Regions from separate parts of the Bombyx mori genome. Here region 1 is linked to region 2. Evidence: chromatin contacts called from public Hi-C data. All regions are on one chromosome and are shown on one strand. Each heading gives the region's core, a stretch centred on a gene start, on an enhancer-like site or on the middle of the called end of the contact. The rest is flanking DNA. Distances are from core to core; before and after follow the strand shown. Region 1 overlaps LOC101737318 (transducin beta-like protein 2). Region 2 overlaps LOC101737170 (tripartite motif-containing protein 2).

Region 1 (5,056 bases), core at 1,658-4,157, 71 kb after region 2:
TCGTGGTATTAAACGAAATTCTAAAAAATATAGCGTTTTTAAAATGAAAATTTATCAGGTTAAGGTTATCTGGTTAAAGAATAAAATGTAATGATCAAAAATCAATACTTTCATTTCAAACTTTAGACTGCAAACGACAAGATACGTTTATTGCTTCATGGAGGGTTATTTTAATTTCGTTTTTTTTTTTTTTTGTTGCTTAGATGGCTGGACGAGCTCACAGCCCACCTGGTGTTCAGTGGTTACTGGAGCCCATGTATATCTACAACGTAAATGCGCCACCCACCTTGAGATATAAGTTCTAAGATCTCAGTATAGTTACAACGGCTGCCCTACCCTTCAAACCGAAACCCATTACTGCTTCACGGCAGAAATAGGCAGGGCGGTGGTGCCTACCGGCGCGGACTCACAAGAGGTCCTACCACCAGTAAAGATTCTATTCAAATCTCAATGTAAGTAGTTCAATGAAATTAGTTTTATATGGAACTAGTAGGAAAATGAACACAATAGGCAGTCCTATTTCGTAATGCATCATGCAGTATCGTTTTCCTAAACATACTGCAAAAAGGCTAGCTAAATTACTATAATATTTTAAAACAGACTGAATTACGTCATTGATGCATCCGAAAAAAATGTTGATTTAAGAATGTATTTATTAATATGAATCATTGAAAGTTATACTTTTAGTAAATACAATGCTTTATTTTGAAGCATGAAGATCAGGGATTACATGTCATATATAAAATCAGCTATCGTCACACGTCAGGCATTTTTATTAGCAATTCTATTTGAACTGCTCGTTTGGTGCTTGGTGGTATGTACCACAATATTTACAATAACGACTTCTATACTATAAACCTCTGCATATTAGCTGGATAGACAAAGGAACGTATTTCGAACGCATAGTACAAACCTCCCTAAACACGTCATTACGGATCCTCCAGATCCATTAAAGGTGCTTTTAGGTACCTCAAGCACCGGTCACCGTCCTCGCCGAACCCGTCGCTTGCAACGAAGGGCTCGACGAGTAAATTAAACCATAGATACAGCCCACTGAGTTTCTCGCCGCATCTTCTCAGTGGGTCGCGTTTCCGATCCGGTAATAGATACTGCGAAGCTCTGCTCTTGCTAGGGCCAGTGTTAGCAAATCCCCCGTTTTGAACCCCGTGAGCTCACCTACTCGCCTGATTACGCTGACATAGCCGCTCAAGGCTATCAGCTTAGGTAAGAAAAAGTAAAAAAAATAGAAGCGAACCTCAACTCTGCTGTGATATTATTATATCATCATATATTATATCATCACATGTATCATTAAATGATAATATTATTATAGAACACGCACATCCTTATAGTATTACGTATACCTAGTAGAACTGAAACAAATACATCGGTGTTTTTCATAGTTGTCTGCGCATTAAAAGCTGTTTAATAAGTAGTTTACACACATTATGATTCATTGGTAATGACATTGAATATTCGCCGACCCAAGCATTACCATATTTGATATGATTGCTTCATGCATAAGTCGGATATACATATATACATAATTTCGTGATTCGCAAACGAACAAACCGTCGGGTTTTGTACAGTTAAGCTTAGTGGAGTCATACCGAATCTGGACAAAAATTTGAACTAACATATTTTAGTAAAATTTATTTTTTCGGGTGTCGCGAATAATAGAAATAGTCGATCAATTATCTACGAATAACGTCAGTCGTTCGTGACTACGGAGAATACAAATTGTCCAAAACTTCCGAAATTGTGAATTGAAAATATGTAAATAAACGCTAGTTTTAATTATTAAAGTTTTTTTTCCAATATAACTTAATAAAATATAAACCAGCATCTACAAATAAAGTCTGACGGACAAAAAAACTGACAAAAAAGTCAATATAATACTGGTATTTCTTTTTTCTTTCCTATTCTCTGGTAGCCTAAGGGGCTATTTCATATTAATACAGCAAAAGCATTGCCAAACAAAAGTATGTAAAGAATTCGGTTCTTCAGGTAAATATTTTTTTACAAATATTCTTCGAACGGACAAATACCTCTTTTGTTAATTTTACATTTTTATTTAACATTCGTTCATGTTAACCTACATTTCGAAAATTTTAATAAACTAAATAGGTTTTAAGACACAAGGCTGGAGCCGACAGACGCCTTCCGCAGTCAACGGTTTTTGGAGACAAAAGGCCTCTTACGTTTACTCTTTTCCTAGTTTTGATCAATACCGGTATCCTTGAATTAGTTAATTGTGACAAATTTTTTTCCTTTGTTCAGACGGTTTTTATATAACATGTTATTTTTGTTTTGACTGTACTAAGAGATAGAGCGAGGAATCAAATTGTGGAACATTATTATGAGTAAATTAATAAATTCTCAATTTCGGTTCATGATTTTAGTTTTTACGGACCTATATTGGGGGACGAACTCACGTTTCGCCATGTGTTAAGCGGTCACTGAGATGTACAAGACCATTAACGAAGGTCAGTTAGTAGCCCTGAGCCTTATTCCAAAGTGGGCTGTGGCTTCAATTCGGAACTTCTCAATAGAATTGGAATCATTGAGGATTGAAACTTTTCAGACCGGAACTCAAAACTACAAAAATCTCGGAGCAACAATAGATAAGAGAATAGTATAGACAGTGCAGGCTTCCAGCATTTAATAGTATTATTGTTAATAAAGTATCATTATTTATCATTATCCTGCCCTTCTCCCAGTTACCTGGGGTCGGCGCTACATATTTTCTCCTTCCATACTCTTCTATCATATACTATTTCTATCATATAGTCTTCTATCATATATTAAAGTATGTTATAACAAAACATAATTCTGTACTACTATACTGTTGTAGAATAATAACAATTTCATTTTAGATGTTTCTATTGTAATGTTTACAACTGGCGCCATCTTGCTAAACGGCCTTAACATAATCACTGCGACCTTAAAAAGTCGCTTTAAAACATCAATAGATGGCAGCAGTATGAGCAGTGTCTTGAAGTATTAATGAAAAAGCATTTAATTTTAAAGGTTTTGCGTTTTCCAGTTGCTTCATAAATTAATTATAAATAAAACATAATTAATTGTGATGTTTTTACGTTAAGCAAATTAAAAAAAAATACGTCTTAGTAATGTCAATAGAACGAACAAAAGTTCATTGAGCTCATAAGCGCGTTCACTAAATTAATGAATAGGTAATAATATAGTAGTACGATATTATTGCGATTAGGAGCACGTGGTCGTGATAGCTCGTTTTAAGCGCATGCGCAATTTTAATCAAATCAAATACCACGTGGTCGACAATACCTACAACGCCAGACAATCGCAACATTGTGTTTACATAGTAAATTACTACGATTCAGAAAAATAACGGCACTATCAACGAGTAATAATAACAAACTCTTTTTTTTTTTTTTTTTTTTTAAATTATCCGTGTATAAATATATTTAATGTATTTCTTTTCGATATTAAAACGTAATTTACTTAGCTCAGTTATTTATTAACCATTCACCGTTACAATTCGAACATGGAGGTTTAATTTTAAAGGTCGATACCCGGATTTGAACTTTACACAATAAGGTAGGTAAATAGATGAATCGCAGAGTACATACTACTAAAAGTTCACGTCATGAAAATCAGAGTTCCGTCGAGAGGAATACTTCCAGACGCTTCTTTCCTTGTTGAATTACGAAATTTCTATCTCATAGCGTTCGTTATTCGATTGGATAATATAGTCAATAGTCAAAGCCAAATGTGCCAACGGTGAAAGTAGCCTGTGCTTGTTATGTTATGAATGTTATCTAGTCATTTCACCTAGGCTTTCCTATATTAATTTATAGCTAAAATGTACAAACGAATAAATATTATATTACTACTTAGTTTATTGATTTCTATGACTCAAACTGCGTGACCTATTTTTAGTACGATTATACAATAATCTTTGTTTTCAATGACAAATTGGCGACCACGAAAAAAGTATATAAATACATCAAAAAGTTTCTACTGTCTTTGTTTTCTGAGCGTTCATCGCTTATGATTTAATTCTAGATACAGTTGTTGATGCGTCAGTGGAGTTTTCTAGTATTCTTTTGCGTGATTTACGTCCGATATCTGTAGCTGTGGCTGGCATGTCGTTTCAACGAATGAGCATGTATTTGATATTTTATTAATATTTAGTAATAATCACCAATAATCGTTATTTTATCGAATATGCGTAAAACAAATATCGTGCAAAAACGATAAAATACCACAGCGATTTCACGATAATCCAACTTTATTTAATTATCGTGTTTCGCCAAGTGACATTTGCAGAGAGCGTCACTTGCACGTTTTCATAGTAAAAAAAAAAGTGTAATATTGGATAACGCCGATAATATCAAAACAAAACAAACCCAAGTGCAGAGGTAGAAAGTGCGTCGTGAGACAACTTTCGCGACCGAATTCAAGAGAAAGTAGTCCGGGGCGCCGCGTCGCGCGCATACATTATATCACTTCATCCGACATCGGAATTATATCACTACCACACGCCTCTTTCCGAACTAGAAATTATAATAACAACGATGATTTAACTCTGACTAATTCCGAGGGTAGTAAGCGCCTCTAACTGCCGGACCGAGGGTCGTGGGTTTGATTTCCGCATTGAGCAAACATTCGCGTGATGAATCAGTTTGTTTTCACTTTGTCAAAATGTTTAATTTCTATATGTGTGTACATCCAGAGCCAGATGACCTTGTGTGACTTGTCTTATTATTATTATTGTATCAAATACTGTCTCGCCCGCTAGGACGGCAGGACACACTCCGGTGAGGTGGGCAACAATCGGCCGGCAAACCTGCGAACTATACGGGCACTGTCCACCAAGATATCTTATACCTTTAAACGAGCAATTCTTGTATATATAATCTGAATCTCGGAAATGGCTCCAACGATTTTCATAAAATTTAGTATACAGGGATTTCGGGGGCGATAAATCGATCTAGCTACGATTTATTTTCAGAAAATATTGTTTTATTCGTGTTTTCAATAAACAACTCTTCCCGACATGTATTGGCGAATA
Region 2 (5,266 bases), core at 832-3,331:
ATTTTACAGGAGAGTGTTTTAAAGGTTTAACATATGATATTTTTAATATTAATTATCATTGCAAAATATTTTTTTTGTTTTTTTTTGTTTTTACCAGTTACATTATCGATCTTTTAAAGAAAGATAAAATTATGTATTAATAGTAGTCGAAGTATAGGTAAACTAAAAAAAATCTAAAACCAAACTACGCTCTTTTGACAGTATTTATAAAAAAAATACTGGTGATATCGAATGATTCCGAATATTAACTCAATTTCGAATATGTTTAGAAATTGTACACTTTTAATGCGAAAAGACGATATGTCAAAATCACAAATACAATATTGATATTGGTATAATTATATTTTTCATGTAAAATATGGCAAAGATTTAGTTTTGTTTGTGTGTGTTTGTAAGTTTCTAATAGATGGCGGTGTAAGTTTGGTTGGTCGGTTTGGGTATCTAATAGATGTCGCTGTGTTTTTCGCCATATCTTAGCGGGTCGCAATTTCGATCCGGTAGTAGATGCATCCGCGAAGCAACTGTCCGTAAGCTGTTAGATCTCCTTTGGAGGCGCTCGGGTAGTTGTTAGCAAATCCCACCCCTCCTGGCTGAGCCTTTGCCGCCCATCTATCCTGGTGAAACTGGAAAGGCCTTCGGACCAACAGTAATCCTTCCTTCACAAAAAAAGGCACGTGAACGTTTCAAGAAATCGATGTATGTTTTTTAATTGTATGAAACGTCATTTAATTAGCCGTAGTCAGAGCAAAGCGAATCATGACCTGATTTACTAGTGTTTTTTATAAACTTACTGGTTAATATTTATGTTATTCCTTCATCATGTAAGTTTATCGTGAACACGTTTTAGGGATCGGATAAAGTAATCATATGAATGAATCTTTTTCAATATCTATGTCATAATTGAGTTTATTTACAACTAAAAAAATATCAGTTATTTAGTAAATTAAATCAATGATAAATTAAAGAGACAGATACGATCTGAAAGATGGTACGATAGAAGTTTGTTGACACACTTCCATTGTATCGGTTTTGTTTAGATAATCTATTCGATCTATTATTTTATCAACATTAATACACTATATTGTTTATCGAAAATCTATGTTTTTTTTTTAATGTTTGACGGTTTCATATTTGCAGATAGGCAACGGTGATCTCGGCTTAGTGGGTGGTCTAGCTTTATCCGAAGACCTCATCATCATAGCTGACGTGGCGGTGCGGATCTACGATTCTGAAGGAAATCTCAAAAACACATTGGCCCCCGTCCCCAAAGGTAAATCAAATTCGTTTATAATAAAGACGACTGTACTCAAAATTTAAATTAGACAAAGTTGTAGATGTCGGTTATAACGATATTAATATATTTTGCTTAAACTGCGGTTCTTCACGTCGCCAGTTCGGGTGTGTCGAATTATGTAGTCGTCGTGGCCTAAAGGATAAGACGTCCGGTGCATTTGTTTGTATCGATGCACCATTGTTCGTATCCCGCAGCCGGGTACCAATTTTTTTAATGAAATACGTACTTCACAATTGTTCACGGTTGACTTCCACGGTGAAGGTATAAAACATCGTGTAATAAAAATCAAACTCTCAAACTTATAATTTGTGTAATTACTGGTGGTAGGACCTCTTGTGAATCCGCACGGGTAGTAGTACCACCACCCTGCCTATTTCTGCCGTGAAGCAGTAATGCGTTTCGGTTTGAAGGGTGGAGCAGCCGCTTTAACTATACTGAGACGTCACTCCGGTTTGAGCCGTGAGCTCACCTACTAGTTAAGGTTACGCTGAAATAGCCTCTCAAGGCTATCAGTTTAGGTAGGAAAAAAAACAGACCTTAGAATTCATATCTCAAGGTGGCGGCATTTACGTTGCATGTCTATAGGCTCCAGTAACCACCTAACAGCAGGTGAGTTGTTAGCTCGTCCACACATTTAAGCAACACAAAAAATAAAAAATAATAATTGGATAATCAAAATACGGACATCTCTATTCATTTACAGGTCGAGGGGTGTACGGTGGGGTGGCTATAGACGAGACCGGCAGCGGCAAGCACATCGTGTGCGCTCGCTCGGTGCGCGGGCGGGCCGCCCTCGTGGTGCTGGAGGCGGGGGGCGGCGGGAAGACGCTGGCGGCCTGCGAGCTCCTCGACAAGAAGCCGCGGAGGGTCGCCGGCATCGCGCTGCTGCCCAACAAGAAGGTGCTGCTAGCCGACCTGGCGGGAGACTGCTTAAGACTGCACACTTACTGGTGAAAGGTGACTAATTAGCTTGTTATCTATACTAACTAGTAGTCGCCCGCAATAGTCGTAATACGACTTATAATTATTTGAAATCATCTCACTCACACTCACTCACATGAGGTCCTACCGCCAGTAATTACGTAAATTATAATTTTGTGGGTTTGATTTTTATTACACGATGTTATTCCTTCACCGTGGAAGTCAATCGTGAACATTTGTTGAGTACGTATTTCATTAGAAAAATTAGTATCCGCCTGGGATTCCAACACCGGTACATCGCTCAACGAATGCACCGGACGTCTTATCCCTAGTCACACCTAACACCTATCAGAGACGGTACAGACCACAAGTAAATTTCTGTGCCTACCTTGAGAGATGAAGTTATGGTCCGAATAACGATTTGTCCTACCTTTCAACTGGAACGTATGATTGGTTCACAAAAGACATAGACGGAAACATCTCGCTATTCCTTGCATAATTCAGTCTCCTATTATTTCAAAACTCATGGATAAAATATGGTATATAATATCGAGTCTGATTTCAGACAGTAGATACTCATTACTATAACTTATTCCAATCGTAACTAGTGCTGCTAGTGGTTTGTTAAATTTTAATTAATTGGTAACAGTAAATTGTATAAAAACGTAATTAAATTTTATTGCACACCAAAACACAATTAACATTAAAAAATAGTCAACAAGCTACATGATACCTATATTTACTTATATTTATTTATTTTCAAACATGTTATACAATGTAATATGCTTTTAAACTTGTTATTACTAACTCCCATTAATTTGAGGCAAATAAAAATTAATTGGTTATTGTTTCAGATGACCTCTCGAATGAGCCGGGTCACGCTGGTAAGATGACCATCGAACGAATTTCATGCTAGTCCATAAACGCATCGAGAAACGATAGTAATGTCGGCCATATGTATATGCGCCAAATGAAAGGCGCAGAACTTAGCACTTGCACCAAAGTCCTTAGTCGACCTGCACTAACTACAGGTCGCTAACTTACGCTATACTACGCGATCAAGCTAAGAATGGCATTGACCGGTTTTCAAACTACAAAAAAAAAACTAACTTTGGTATAATTATTTAACTCAAACACAGATTTAATAAAGTTTCTTTCACATGTTTCAACTAAGCAGCAGTTCATCTAGGAACTTTCCTATGTGAAGTAATATTAATTTTACAAGCACGAAAATCTATCGAATTCGTAATATAAATGTATCGATAGTCAGCCTTCGAGATTGACGTTACCGTATGTCAAAACAATTTTCATGCTCTCGATTATAAGTTTCGAGTTTCGAGAACGTGACAACTTGGTTGCGAAACTAAAGTAATTAAATTCATTCGTGCTGCTGAAATTAGTTCTATTTACGGACAGTAGGGGCGCTGTTTAAACCCTATACTCGATTTTATCGATAGCGATACTTTATCGATAGTCATTCGTGCTCGTCCCTCAGAGGTCATTGGCTTATCTTTGTTTTGATCGCATAGTACACGATTAATTTTAGTACTTACAGTATTTATTTCTTGCTATTGTGTATTTTTTAGTTAACTGTCGATAGTAGTAGTTTGAAAACGCGACTGATTTTTTTTCGTTATTTTAATTTGGCTCGTTCTTTCTCAAAATTCCCACAAGCCATAATAATGTTTATGTAGCTTACTTGAGCTTTTAATACTTTAAGGTAAAATCGACGATTAAAAGCATTTCGGTTCTTAAATCTCGGAGTTAAGACTGAGAATTCGATGCATCTAATATTTCGATGTGATCCCATAAATTTAATCGATATAATAAATGAGTATCGATCGCTAGCATAACATTCTGAATGATCGATCGATAATTTTTAAGAGGCGTATTTCCTCTAAGCTAGTCTTACGGACAAAGCATTTACTGTCTAAAAGTCCTAACATCACGTTTATTATAGAAAAACGACAATATTTAATAATCAATTTAAGAAATGGTTAACAAGAAAAATCGTTTATTTATATAAGTATAAAAACTACGTCATCTTATACAAATAGATTCAATATCAAAGTTACTATAGAAACATAAATAATCCATCCATTTGCTTTACAAATCAGTACCGTAAAATGGGGCGATTAGGGACAAATTCCAACTTTATGAGCAATTTTAAGGTAGTTGTTGATGTATATAATGCTATATCAGGATCAAAATGATTGAGTCTTGGGGGCATCTTTGTTGTCTAATTTAAAATTATGCAACTAGCATTTCAGTTTAAGCAAAAAATGCAAAAATAGGTGTAATCCCTATTTACCCGAAAATTGCGGTTAATTGGGACGAAATGAGAAATTTGCTAGGGTTGGCACTACTTTTATTTTTATATATAGTTTTAATTTATTTATTTATTTAGTTGCACCAACAAAGTGATAATCAATAAAAAAAATTGAAAAACTGACAAAAGTACATGGCAGACATCACCTCAATTATAGGTGCAATCGACAGTGCAGTAACAAAATATATATATATATATATATATATATATATATATATACAGTCAAAATCTGTTATAACGACATCGAAGGGACTGCTCATATTCAGTCGTAAAAACCGATAGTCGTAACAACCGGTGATGTTTAATGTGTATCTTGCAAGTACAAACAAATCTATAGGGAATTATTGGAAAAATATATTTACATAATACGCGATTTTTCTTCAATATTAATTTGGTTTCTTTTTCTTTGCGACATTTTGAAAGTTTCACGAATAACTCCACAAAGTTTTGGTGCGTCTTGTGTATAGATAAGTAACAAACTAACTGAAGAGATATGAAGAAGCGGGCTTTGACTCTACCGCATGCACGTGTTTTGTTTCTGAGAATTAGAAAAGACCCTACACTAAACTAAATCCTATTGTGATTTTAATAGCCATTGAAGACAAATGTGGATACCTATTCAAATTGTTTACAATACAGCTTAGCCGGTCGTTCTAACAGATCTAATTCTCCGAAATATTAGTTAAATGTGGTCGTTTTATGAGGTATGTCGTTATTACCAA

Evidence for each region. Hi-C and Micro-C count contacts between places; a contact is called where the count stands out from the background.
Region 1: a Hi-C map of midgut shows a contact between it and region 2, with 1.9 times the contacts expected there. The contact joins two enhancer-like sites. A contact is called at or near these places in 2 of 7 Hi-C or Micro-C datasets (midgut and whole pupa).

The regions. Positions count from the first base shown.
Region 1 is chr8:8,672,229-8,677,284 of ASM3026992v2, forward strand. The region is part of intron 2 of LOC101737318 (transducin beta-like protein 2); the gene reads right to left. Among protein-coding and RNA genes, the nearest start is that of LOC101737318, 20 kb to the right of the region's middle. Within about 2 kb of position 2,908, at least 7 of the 8 cell types and tissues checked have open chromatin away from gene starts, as enhancers often do.
Region 2 is chr8:8,601,925-8,607,190 of ASM3026992v2, forward strand. LOC101737170 (tripartite motif-containing protein 2) reads left to right here. Exons shown (of 13, transcript XM_004932073.5): 10 at 1,138-1,270; 11 at 1,998-2,251; 12 at 3,070-4,713. The coding sequence ends at 2,248. Among protein-coding and RNA genes, the nearest start is that of LOC101737170, 19 kb to the left of the region's middle. Within about 2 kb of position 2,082, at least 4 of the 8 cell types and tissues checked have open chromatin away from gene starts, as enhancers often do.